3 separate regions of the Mus musculus genome follow, and regions 1 and 3 are each linked to region 2. The links are chromatin contacts, called in public Hi-C maps. All regions are on one chromosome and are shown on one strand. Each heading gives the region's core, a stretch centred on a gene start, on an enhancer-like site or on the middle of the called end of the contact. The rest is flanking DNA. Distances are from core to core; before and after follow the strand shown.

Region 1 (3,004 bases), core at 354-2,853, 920 kb before region 2:
CCACACTAACCAGCAAGGCACCTGGCATTTTCCTGTGCATTAGACTTGGTGACATCAGAGAAAGGAGAAAGTGGCTCTCTTCCCTCCACCTTAAAAAAACAAAGCAAAACCAACCAACCAACCCTGTCTCAGTGCCACATATCAAGGCAGGGCTTGGCATGGACCATCTTAGGTGTGGTTTTTGCTAGATGGTTCTGGTATTTGGGCTCAGCCAAATCAAGCTATAACTGGTGGCCTGCATAATGGTTTCCTCTGTCACCATCCTCTCCCCTGTGAAGTTACACGGCAAGTTACACTGAACTGATGCTCTCTATGAAAATTAATGTATTGTGGTATGAAAAACATTAAACAAAAGCCTATAAGCCACATGGGTTGTTTTTTTTTTGTTGTTGTTGTTGGTTTTTTTTTTTTATGCATATAGTCAATTACTCAGAATGGAGAGACTGGGCCTGCCGTCGCTTTCACATCCAGTGTACATTATCCTAGCTGCTGCTGAGCAGAGGTTTTAGCTGCTCCGCTTTAAAACTTTACTTTCTCTTCACTTGCATTAGGCCTGGCCCTGACTGAGTACCTACTGTATGCTAGGTACAGTGCCCAGAGAACACAGTAGGTACTTAATATATTCCTATAGGATTGACTGCCTACAAAAGATCTTCGTTTCAAGCTTCCTGCTTACTGGTATTAAGGGGTAGGGACATAATCTACTACCACACTTTAGAAGGCACTGTCTAATTATGTATTAGAACTCCCTTGACTGTCATGCATAGTCCCTTGACTGGCCAAGTATAGAAGTTCCAGCAAGGCTGTGGTATATCGATAGAGAAAAAAGGCAGGCAGTATGAGCAAGCAGGCTTCCATGCAACCACTAGCACCAGCAATCACCTTCCTCCCAGCCTGTGCCAGGGACAATTAAGCAGGGACCTTGCATCATCTCTCCTATGGCCTCCTCTCTCGGCAGAGCCAGAATCAATCCCTGGCATCAGGTCACATAGGAAACCTGCCTGTCCAGAGCCCGCCTGCAGCTCAGGATGTCAGTTCCCACGAAGCCACACTGCAGTCGCTCAGAGTGGGAGTTTTATTAGCCATAAGCTGTGACACCATGCATTGATATATTTAAGCAATAATGAACAAGGAAAACGGCGGTTGTCTGAAGCGGCCACCGAAGTGGTAAAAATAACCAACAGCGTTTTGTGAACGCAAGGCTCCAACTCACAGATCAGAGACTCGTCGAGGGAAGAAAATGATGAAGGTTTGAGATGGTAAAATCAGAGGACTCAAGAAAAACTGTTGTAAGATGTACAGTGCCATGCGACCAGGAGCTGGAGATGGTCAAGGATGTTCAGGGACCACTGGAAGGTTTGGAGAACACTCGTCTGTAAGTGAAAATTCAGATACTTTCCATTGTTCTGCCTCCCCTGAAGTCTAATTATCTCCAAAGCCATGGCCTACAGCGTTCAATCACAACAGTAAAAATGTTTTAGTGAGAAACACTAAAAAAAGCTCCGAATATTTACTGGATCCTATCAGATTGGAAGGTTCACCATGGGCAGCCCACAGAGAAGCTAACTATGGCCTTGCGTTGCAGCGTGAATCAGCCTGGTGCTTGACAAAGCCCAGCAAGTCTTCCCGGGTCAACGCAACCTAGTGTGGTCACCCTAATGGAAATGTGCTGGGTTATGGAATACGAAGAGCATGACTTAGAGGTTACAAAAACAAGGCTTCAATGAGCTTGGCAAACGCCTCTCACGAAACCTTTCTCTCCCCCTCAACACTCAATCGACAACAGGTGGGGCATGCTGACTTCACTGGCCAAGCACGCTAAACGGTAATATAGTTTCTATGATTAAAAGGGCCGGTAAGATAACAGCAGATTTTCAAAGTTCAAAGGTGACTTCGGGGTGGCTGGCTGCTGTTTATCTTCTTTTGATCAGCCCTTTGAGTATTCCTAATTTGGTCAAACTTTAGTCGTTAATTAAAAATATGAATCTTCAGTGAATAAGTTCAGGCTTCGATATTGGGGCTCAAACATTATCTTCCGAAAGGCTTTTTACTTCAAAACTTTCCCATCGTGAGAACTGTGTGAAAATTACAGCATTTCCTGGCTTTTCTTCTCTATCCTTTGTGAACTTGACCTTTTAAAGTCTTGGCCATCCCATCAACATCATGGTACATACCTTCTACCATGTTCTGTGTTCCTGAACCAATATATCTTATATATATTCCTCTACCAAACTCTTAGTTCGGGGGGGCGTGGGGCGTGGGGGGCAGTGGACTCTGCCATCTTAGACAGGATCCTAGAAAGAATTGTTCGCCTTGACTGCTAAGTAATCCTCTACACCCTGAGCTTCAAATTACCTACACTTCGCACTGTGGCACTGTGTAGCAGAGCTAAGATAGTTGAACACATCAATAAGTTCTGGCATATAATATCAAAGCTCGATTCTCACTGAGACGGTCGTTACCCAGATTTAAACACTGACGTTTGGATCATATGACTTTCACGTTGCTGTTGACTGTGTTAGAAACTCTCTCAATCCCACAGTGCATCCTTTTGGTTTACATATCAAAAGCCTAAACGCAGATGTATCTTTGTACACAGAATCATAATGTATGTTACCCACATTTCCGTCCTCCATTTCCCCTTAAGCCTTGAACTTAGTGAGCCAAGAAATACACCAGGAATTATCCAATCTGTTTCCCTCTCGTGAGTCAAATCTACAGCAGTGATTTTCCCACTACATAAACTCCTATCTTGAACTATACAATTGATGTCATGCACTACCATAACCCTGTAGGTGACATTAGGCTATCTTGAGATCTTGAAGCCAAGTGCATCTTTTTAAAAATCGCAGCAGAGAGCAAGAAACTGCAAGTTAGAGCATATGTGCACAGCCTCTCTAGACACAAACCTGTAAATTATCTCTCAGAAAAGAAAAAAAGAAAGAAAGAAAGAAAGAAAGAAAGAAAGAAAGAAAGAAAGAAAGAAAGAAAGAAAGAAAGAAAG
Region 2 (3,178 bases), core at 250-2,749:
CTCCTGCTATTTTCCTATTCAGAGTTGCCTAGGAGAGTGCTGGGTCATCCTGGGGACCTTAGCATGGCAGCCGGACTGTGCTCCAGCTGAGAGACACTGCCATGGTCACTGTTCCTGAGCTCTTTCATGACTTACCACTCGGCATCCACACATATTTATCCCAGCCATTCCAACTCCCTTATGCTGTGTCTCTTTCCTCTTATTCTTTCTCCTCTGGAACCTTTTGTTCCTTGGACCAGGATTAAGATATCCAGAGTGCCTAATCATGGGCTACAGCAAAAATAGTATTATGTGAAATTCTGGATTTAAAAATACTGGAAAAATAAAACAAGTGCCACATTGTGTTGAGTTTCCTCAGGGATGGCTCCTTCCCTTCCCCCCTGCTTCATGTCAAACCCTCAAAGGAAGTTTTATGACATCTGGGGTGTGTTATAGCTGGGTCAAATGGTAACAGAAGAATTCTTGGTAGATTTCCAAATGCTGTGTGGATGGGACCTGGAAAATCACAACTTGCCATCACTTATGTCTTAGCCATTTTCCTGGTAATAGACCCACACATTTCCCCCACCCTGCATCACCCCCAAGACCACCTTTCAACTCATTAGAGAAAGAAGGGAAGATACTGCCCATGTGTGAATCCTGTCCTGACAATGCAATTGCTTGCCTCCAAGTAGAGCTTGTTTTTTTGTTTTTTTGTGGGTTTTTTTTTGTATGTGTGTGTGTGCATGTGTGTGTGGTTTTTTTTTTCTCCCCAAGCAATTACTTAAATGGTGTTTTGGCCCCTTTTTCTCTGAAGCAGGACATAACCTTTATTGACATTGTGGCTGCTGCCACATCTGTTAAGCTGACAGAAAGAAGGAGCTGGCCAATCCTTATGATGGATTCGGTGTTGTCAAGCCTTCAGCACAATTTGTCATGGGGCAAAAGGAAGCCTGTTGCCAATGGAAGGTTCCTCAATCCTCCCTAGGAGGAGGACCACACAATCCTCCCTAGGAGGAGGACCACACAATCCTCCCTAGGAGGAGGACCACACAATCCTCCCTAGGAGGAGGGCCACATTTCTTTTTTTTTCCTATCATGAGCATCTTTGTGTCAGCTCTGGAGTGAGACACAGAGAAGTTCGAGCCCAACTCATAAAGGGCCTGTCAGCCATTGCTTGAAAGACTTACAAGCAACTCCCCACATTCTAATAAGAAAAACATATCTGGAATCAGACCCTTGATTCTCAATCACACAGATGAACTTTTTAAAAGCAAGAAAAAAAAATAAGAAAGAACCTTGGTAAGAGCAAGGAATAGAAAAAGCTATGGATGGAAACACACATAAATCTGAGGATAATGTGTCACGAGGCTTGCCCTGGAAAGCAGTTCACTCTGTGCATTTTGTGGACTAAGTTGTATCTACACCCACAGTCAAGGTTCTCTCCCACTCAGTACAGAGAACTTTGTGATTTAGCAATCTTAAGCAGGCTTGGCATTCAAAGAGAGGCTGTAGTTACAGACCATACTAAGCCGAGGTCCTCTGGAGGCAATAAATACCGAGGCGATGCTATCTCGTGGGCTTGGGGTATGTCATTCCCTTGAAAGTCAAGGAGACAGCTGATTTAGTGTTTCCAGTTAGGTCACAGAAAAGTCAGTGGCGGCTGCTTCCAGCTGAGTTCAGAGTCTGAATATTTATGGTATCAATCTGAAATCCAGATAACCACAAATAATATAAATCCATTAACTCCTCTACAAGCAAAGCTTTTTGGCTGTTAATGCCTTGATTGCTAAGTTACTTCAGGATCTCTCTCTCTCTCTCTCTCTCTCTCTCTCTCTCTCTCTCTCTCTCTCTCTCTGTGTGTGTGTGTGTGTGTGTGTGTGTGTGTGTGTGTGTGTGTGTGTGTGTGTGTGCGGATGTGTGTGGATGTGTATCCTTAATTTCTTAATTTCTCTGCTCACTTTGTGAACCTGTGTCAGGCTTCTCTAATATGCTTAAGGCAGCTTCCCAGGACAATGAGTCTGGAGCAGCAATGCTGGAAGTGGCCATCCCCTTACTGTTGAAAGACTGCTTCTGACAGTCCATCAGAGGTCCCCAGTGTTGATATTTAGAGTTTCTACCATTTACACAGAGAACGTGGTTTACTCACTCATTACACATGAAGTCCCCTGATTTATGTGCTTTTTCTACAGTGATGAATTGCTCATCACATAATAATCATATCTCATCCATTCTCAGACACTCTAGGAAGCAGACAGTTGGCATGTCCAGTGATTTGACAAAAAACAAACAAAACAAAACAAAACCAGAAAACAGAAACCATGATATTTGTATGATAGGTGGCACTCTGCTCATGAGATTTTGTGTGAGCTTTACAAAGGCTCTATGAGGTAGGTAAGTTTTTGAATGAGCAAAGATGAGATTTCACAGACATAGTAAAAGGGACTTGAACATTTTAACCAGAGAAGCTTGCATAGGGCAAACCAAGGCACCCATGCTTGGCAGCCCTCAGTCTAGGATTGACAGTCTTAACTCTAGAACAACTTCAGTCTGGCCTCCTTAGAAGATTGTGCCAGAGAGAGCAAGGTAAAACCATGACAATACCTGTTCCTTCAAAATGTGCCAAAGCAAAGGACCAAGAAGATCAAGCACAAGCCATCACATCACCATACCCCAAAACACACTACAAAGCTCCAGTAACTCAAACAGCAGAGCAGCTACAGAGTCTGATACACAGACCAACTGAAAGGGATAGGATGCTCAAGAGGAATCTGTGTATTCATAGCCAACTAACTCAACAGAAGTGCTAGAGATACGCATTGGAAAACAATGCCCTGTTCAGCAAAAGGTGCTGGAAAGACTCGGCATCCTACTCAGAAGATGGAAATTCAGTCCATTCAAACTGGATCACAGACCCAAATATAAGACCTGGAACTCAAAACCGTAGAAGAAAAATAAAAAAGGAAAACAAACAAGCATACATACACAGAGGGGACACAGTTCATATTAGCACAGGTGATGAGTTTTAGATAAGACATCAAAAGTACAAAAAAATTAAAAATGGGTTTATAATAACTAAGAATTTTCTTCTGCTCTGCGGAAGAAATGATCAACAAACTGAGGACAAGCTACAGAAGGATTTGAAAACATTCCAGCTGTTCATCTGATAAAGAGGTAGTATCCATAATCTATTAAGAAC
Region 3 (3,161 bases), core at 376-2,875, 980 kb before region 2:
GCTCAGCAATGTCCCACGTAGGAATGGCGTAGGGAAGGTAGTGTGGGAATGAAGGGACGCCCATGTGGGTGACAGAGAGAAGGGGTTAGAGGGACAACTGAGGCCACTGAGAAGCACTGTCTTCAGGGGCACCAGGCATTCACGTGGAGCACGGACATAGGAGGGGAGGATTAAAGATGTAACCAATTAAAGGTCACTGGATTTGGAAGCCAGAGTTTAAGGACGGGTAGGCTGGACCAACAGATATGCAAACTCTTGTATGTGGCCTCAGAGTTCGGGCTGCTTAGGCAGGGAATCAAGACTGCTAATGATTTCCCAGCAAAGAATGGCACCGGAGGGCTTCTGTGGGGATTTGCAAGAGAGGAGACGAACAGAAGACAGCAGCAGCGGGAGCCTGGTGCAGAGCCCTACTTAATGAATGACTTCCAGAATCAGGACGGTGGCAGGGGCGAAGGAAAGAAAGACTCTCGTAGTTTGGCCTTCTTCAAGAATGTCTAACTGGCAGAGAAATGAAATATTCTCCCTGAGCTAGTTAGAATCTCTCTATGTGTATTAAGAATTGTCTGTGGTCATATGAAAACACAAAATGTTTGAAGAAGTGACGTTTACCATTCATGGTGGGTAACAGGGGGGTCTTGAGGTCTTGTGTAATTCTGAGTCCATTTCAAATCCATGTCTTTGCATCAGAACAGTGCCCTATCCTACCCTCAATAAGAAATACTCAGTGAAAACTGTTCATAAAGAGGAGAAAAAAAAAGATCAAACTAGAAAATTAACACTTGAAGCACTTCACACATATTCATGTGAAATAACATACGCTGAGCCCATCCTTTTTCTACTTGTCTCCTCATTTCCCCCAAAGCATGCCTGGGATTACTGAGACAGGCCGTCATCTCTCTAGCATCCCATCATAGGACCCTACCTCCAGAACTTTATAATCCCATTGCTCTGAGCTCAGCTCAAGGCCAGCGGTCCACACTTTACACGACTTAAAAATAGACAGCAGCTGGATAAGACATGGGCGCTGTGGAAACCCAGCCAGGAAGCGGCTGCATCGTGCCCAGAAAATGTCCTCCATCAAATGAGAGACTACCCAGACCCCAGCTGGGAGTTCCATTGCTGCTTTGGGTGTAGGGATTGTTTATTTTTGCTTTTTGGCTCAGATCTTTCATTCCTGTCCCTGTCTCCTCTTGAGTCTCCTCCCTTTTTCTCTTTCTCTATCTTGGCAGTTAGAAGCCTACTCTGTGTATGCCTAGGCCTTAGCTTCTAATACCACCATCTAAAAATACATCTTGCCACAACATGCTTCGTCTCCTGTAGGTGGGCCATTTAAAAATTGACACCGAAGCAACGTACCATAGGACCACTGTCCTTTGATGCACTCAGCCTGTATATTAAAGACTCAGAAATGAAGTTATTACAATTTACAGGAAAAAAAATGAATTCACATGAGTGGCTCAAATGGTGTTTCTAGTCCCCTTTTTTTGTGGGGGGTGCTGAGGTTATGTAATCAGACATAATTGTCTGCACATGTTTGTTACACTATCTCAGAAATGATTTCCAGCCCACCAGATGCAGAAGGGTCAATACTGGAAGACGCCCCCATCAAGCACTGCTTACTATAGTACTGCAGTTAGGGATTAAAAATATGCCAAATAAGAAACTGTCAGGCCCACTTTGTACTGACTCATAAAGACTTCCTTCAGGTTTTTTTTTTCCAGACACCTATATTTTTGTTCCCACTTCTTATACATTCTTCATATTCTTCTCTTTCATTTAATGCACAAAATCATTTCTGGAGAAGCCTAGTATCTCAGAAACGCTCAGCCATACCCAGATGCAAGTGCAGTTAATTCCCTAGCCAGCCGGCTTCTTCCTTTACTGGGACTCTTTGAGAGGGCCTTGTGCTCTCCTGAGCAGGGTGCCCAGCGTGCCAACACTAATACACTAATAACAACGATGAGTGTGATCATAGGCACAGTATGGAGAGAATCCTCTCTCTGGACCTTTCTAGAAAAATGGCATGACTGTTGTAAGTATGTTCAACAAGACAGGCTGACCTTGCCTTCCTTCGCAAAGACAGATCGGTAGTTAAGATATGAACTCAGGCGAGATTCTGCCTGAAAATAGGAGAGAGAGAATTCTTAACTGTAAGTAGCAATAGATGTCACCCCCCCAAAAAACTCCTACCTAGTGACTGACTTACTTTAACCGTGTCCTTACCAAGATACTAGCCAAGCCATGTATGAGGCTCTCTAATGACGTGAAACCTTCAGTTTTAGAGTGGGACCAGAAGTCCACTTCTCTGATGCTTCTACTCACTGAACAAATCCTGTCCTATTGAGACTGCTCCTGATGAAGCTGATTCCTCTCTGTGAGGGCCAAATCAAAGCTGTTACGTATCACCTACTCTTTCTCTTTTACGGGATAAGAATTCTTCTTTATGGGTGTGTGCAGTTTGTGTATGTGCTGGTGTGGGATGCGCATGTTGGTATGTATACAAGTATCTGTGTCTGGAGAGGCCAAAGGTTAAAGTCCGGTACCTTCCTCCATTGCTTTGCCCTTCGTTTCTTAAGACTAAGTCTCTCTCACTGGCTAAAGAGCTTTAGGGGCCTCCTCCCTGACTCTGCTTCCCCAGGGATGGGTTTACGGATGTGTGGCCAGATGACGTTTTACACGGGCACTATGGATACAACCATAGATGTTCTTGCTCATATAGCAGGCACTTTCCTGATGGAGCCATGAGTCCTACCTTCCTCATTTCTAAAATAATTATTCTTCATCTGATGAGATAGTTGTTCTTCTCTTGAATCCTTCCAGATCTGTCATAATTGGGTAGGACAAGACTCAATGTGGAGTTGAAGGGGCCACCTCCCACATCCTTGCAGACATTGTGCTTCAATTAGAATAGACTGAGGTCTCATTATTAAATCATGATTATATTGCCTTCCTTCTACTCCCTAACTTATTTTAACAATACCAACAGCAACAAACAATAGCATGGCTCTCCATCAACCAAATGAAGCTCCGCTTTCTTCAGCCATGCCAAGCCGGTCATCCTACCAGAGTCTCCTATGACCCCTAAAAGCCTGGAAAACACCCCTGAACTAAAGGACAACCTCCTTTTCCAGGCTTCCCTCATGTCCCAGCTTGCTGTCATC

Evidence for each region. Hi-C and Micro-C count contacts between places; a contact is called where the count stands out from the background.
Region 1: a Hi-C map of uterus shows a contact between it and region 2. The contact joins two enhancer-like sites. A contact is called at or near these places in 2 of 484 Hi-C or Micro-C datasets (both in uterus) and 2 of 115 datasets of contacts at active chromatin or transcription factors (astrocytes and embryonic basal ganglia).
Region 3: a contact with region 2 is called in a Hi-C map of uterus, with 5 times the contacts expected there. The contact joins two enhancer-like sites. A contact is called at or near these places in 2 of 484 Hi-C or Micro-C datasets (both in uterus).

Annotation. Positions count from the first base shown.
Region 1 is chr1:168,242,323-168,245,326 of GRCm38.p6, forward strand. All of the region lies in intron 2 of Pbx1 (pre B cell leukemia homeobox 1), which reads right to left. Among named protein-coding and RNA genes, the nearest start is that of Gm51671, 100 kb to the right of the region's middle. Within about 2 kb of position 1,604, at least 19 of the 459 cell types and tissues checked have an H3K27ac peak or open chromatin away from gene starts, as enhancers often do. A contact at or near this core is called in uterus, where this site is marked.
Region 2 is chr1:169,159,527-169,162,704 of GRCm38.p6, forward strand. All of the region lies in intron 2 of Gm39697 (a long non-coding RNA gene), which reads right to left. Among named protein-coding and RNA genes, the nearest start is that of Gm39697, 12 kb to the right of the region's middle. Within about 2 kb of position 1,500, at least 10 of the 459 cell types and tissues checked have an H3K27ac peak or open chromatin away from gene starts, as enhancers often do. A contact at or near this core is called in uterus, where this site is marked.
Region 3 is chr1:168,179,701-168,182,861 of GRCm38.p6, forward strand. The region is part of intron 8 of Pbx1 (pre B cell leukemia homeobox 1); the gene reads right to left. Among named protein-coding and RNA genes, the nearest start is that of Gm51671, 160 kb to the right of the region's middle. Within about 2 kb of position 1,626, at least 33 of the 459 cell types and tissues checked have an H3K27ac peak or open chromatin away from gene starts, as enhancers often do. A contact at or near this core is called in uterus, where this site is marked.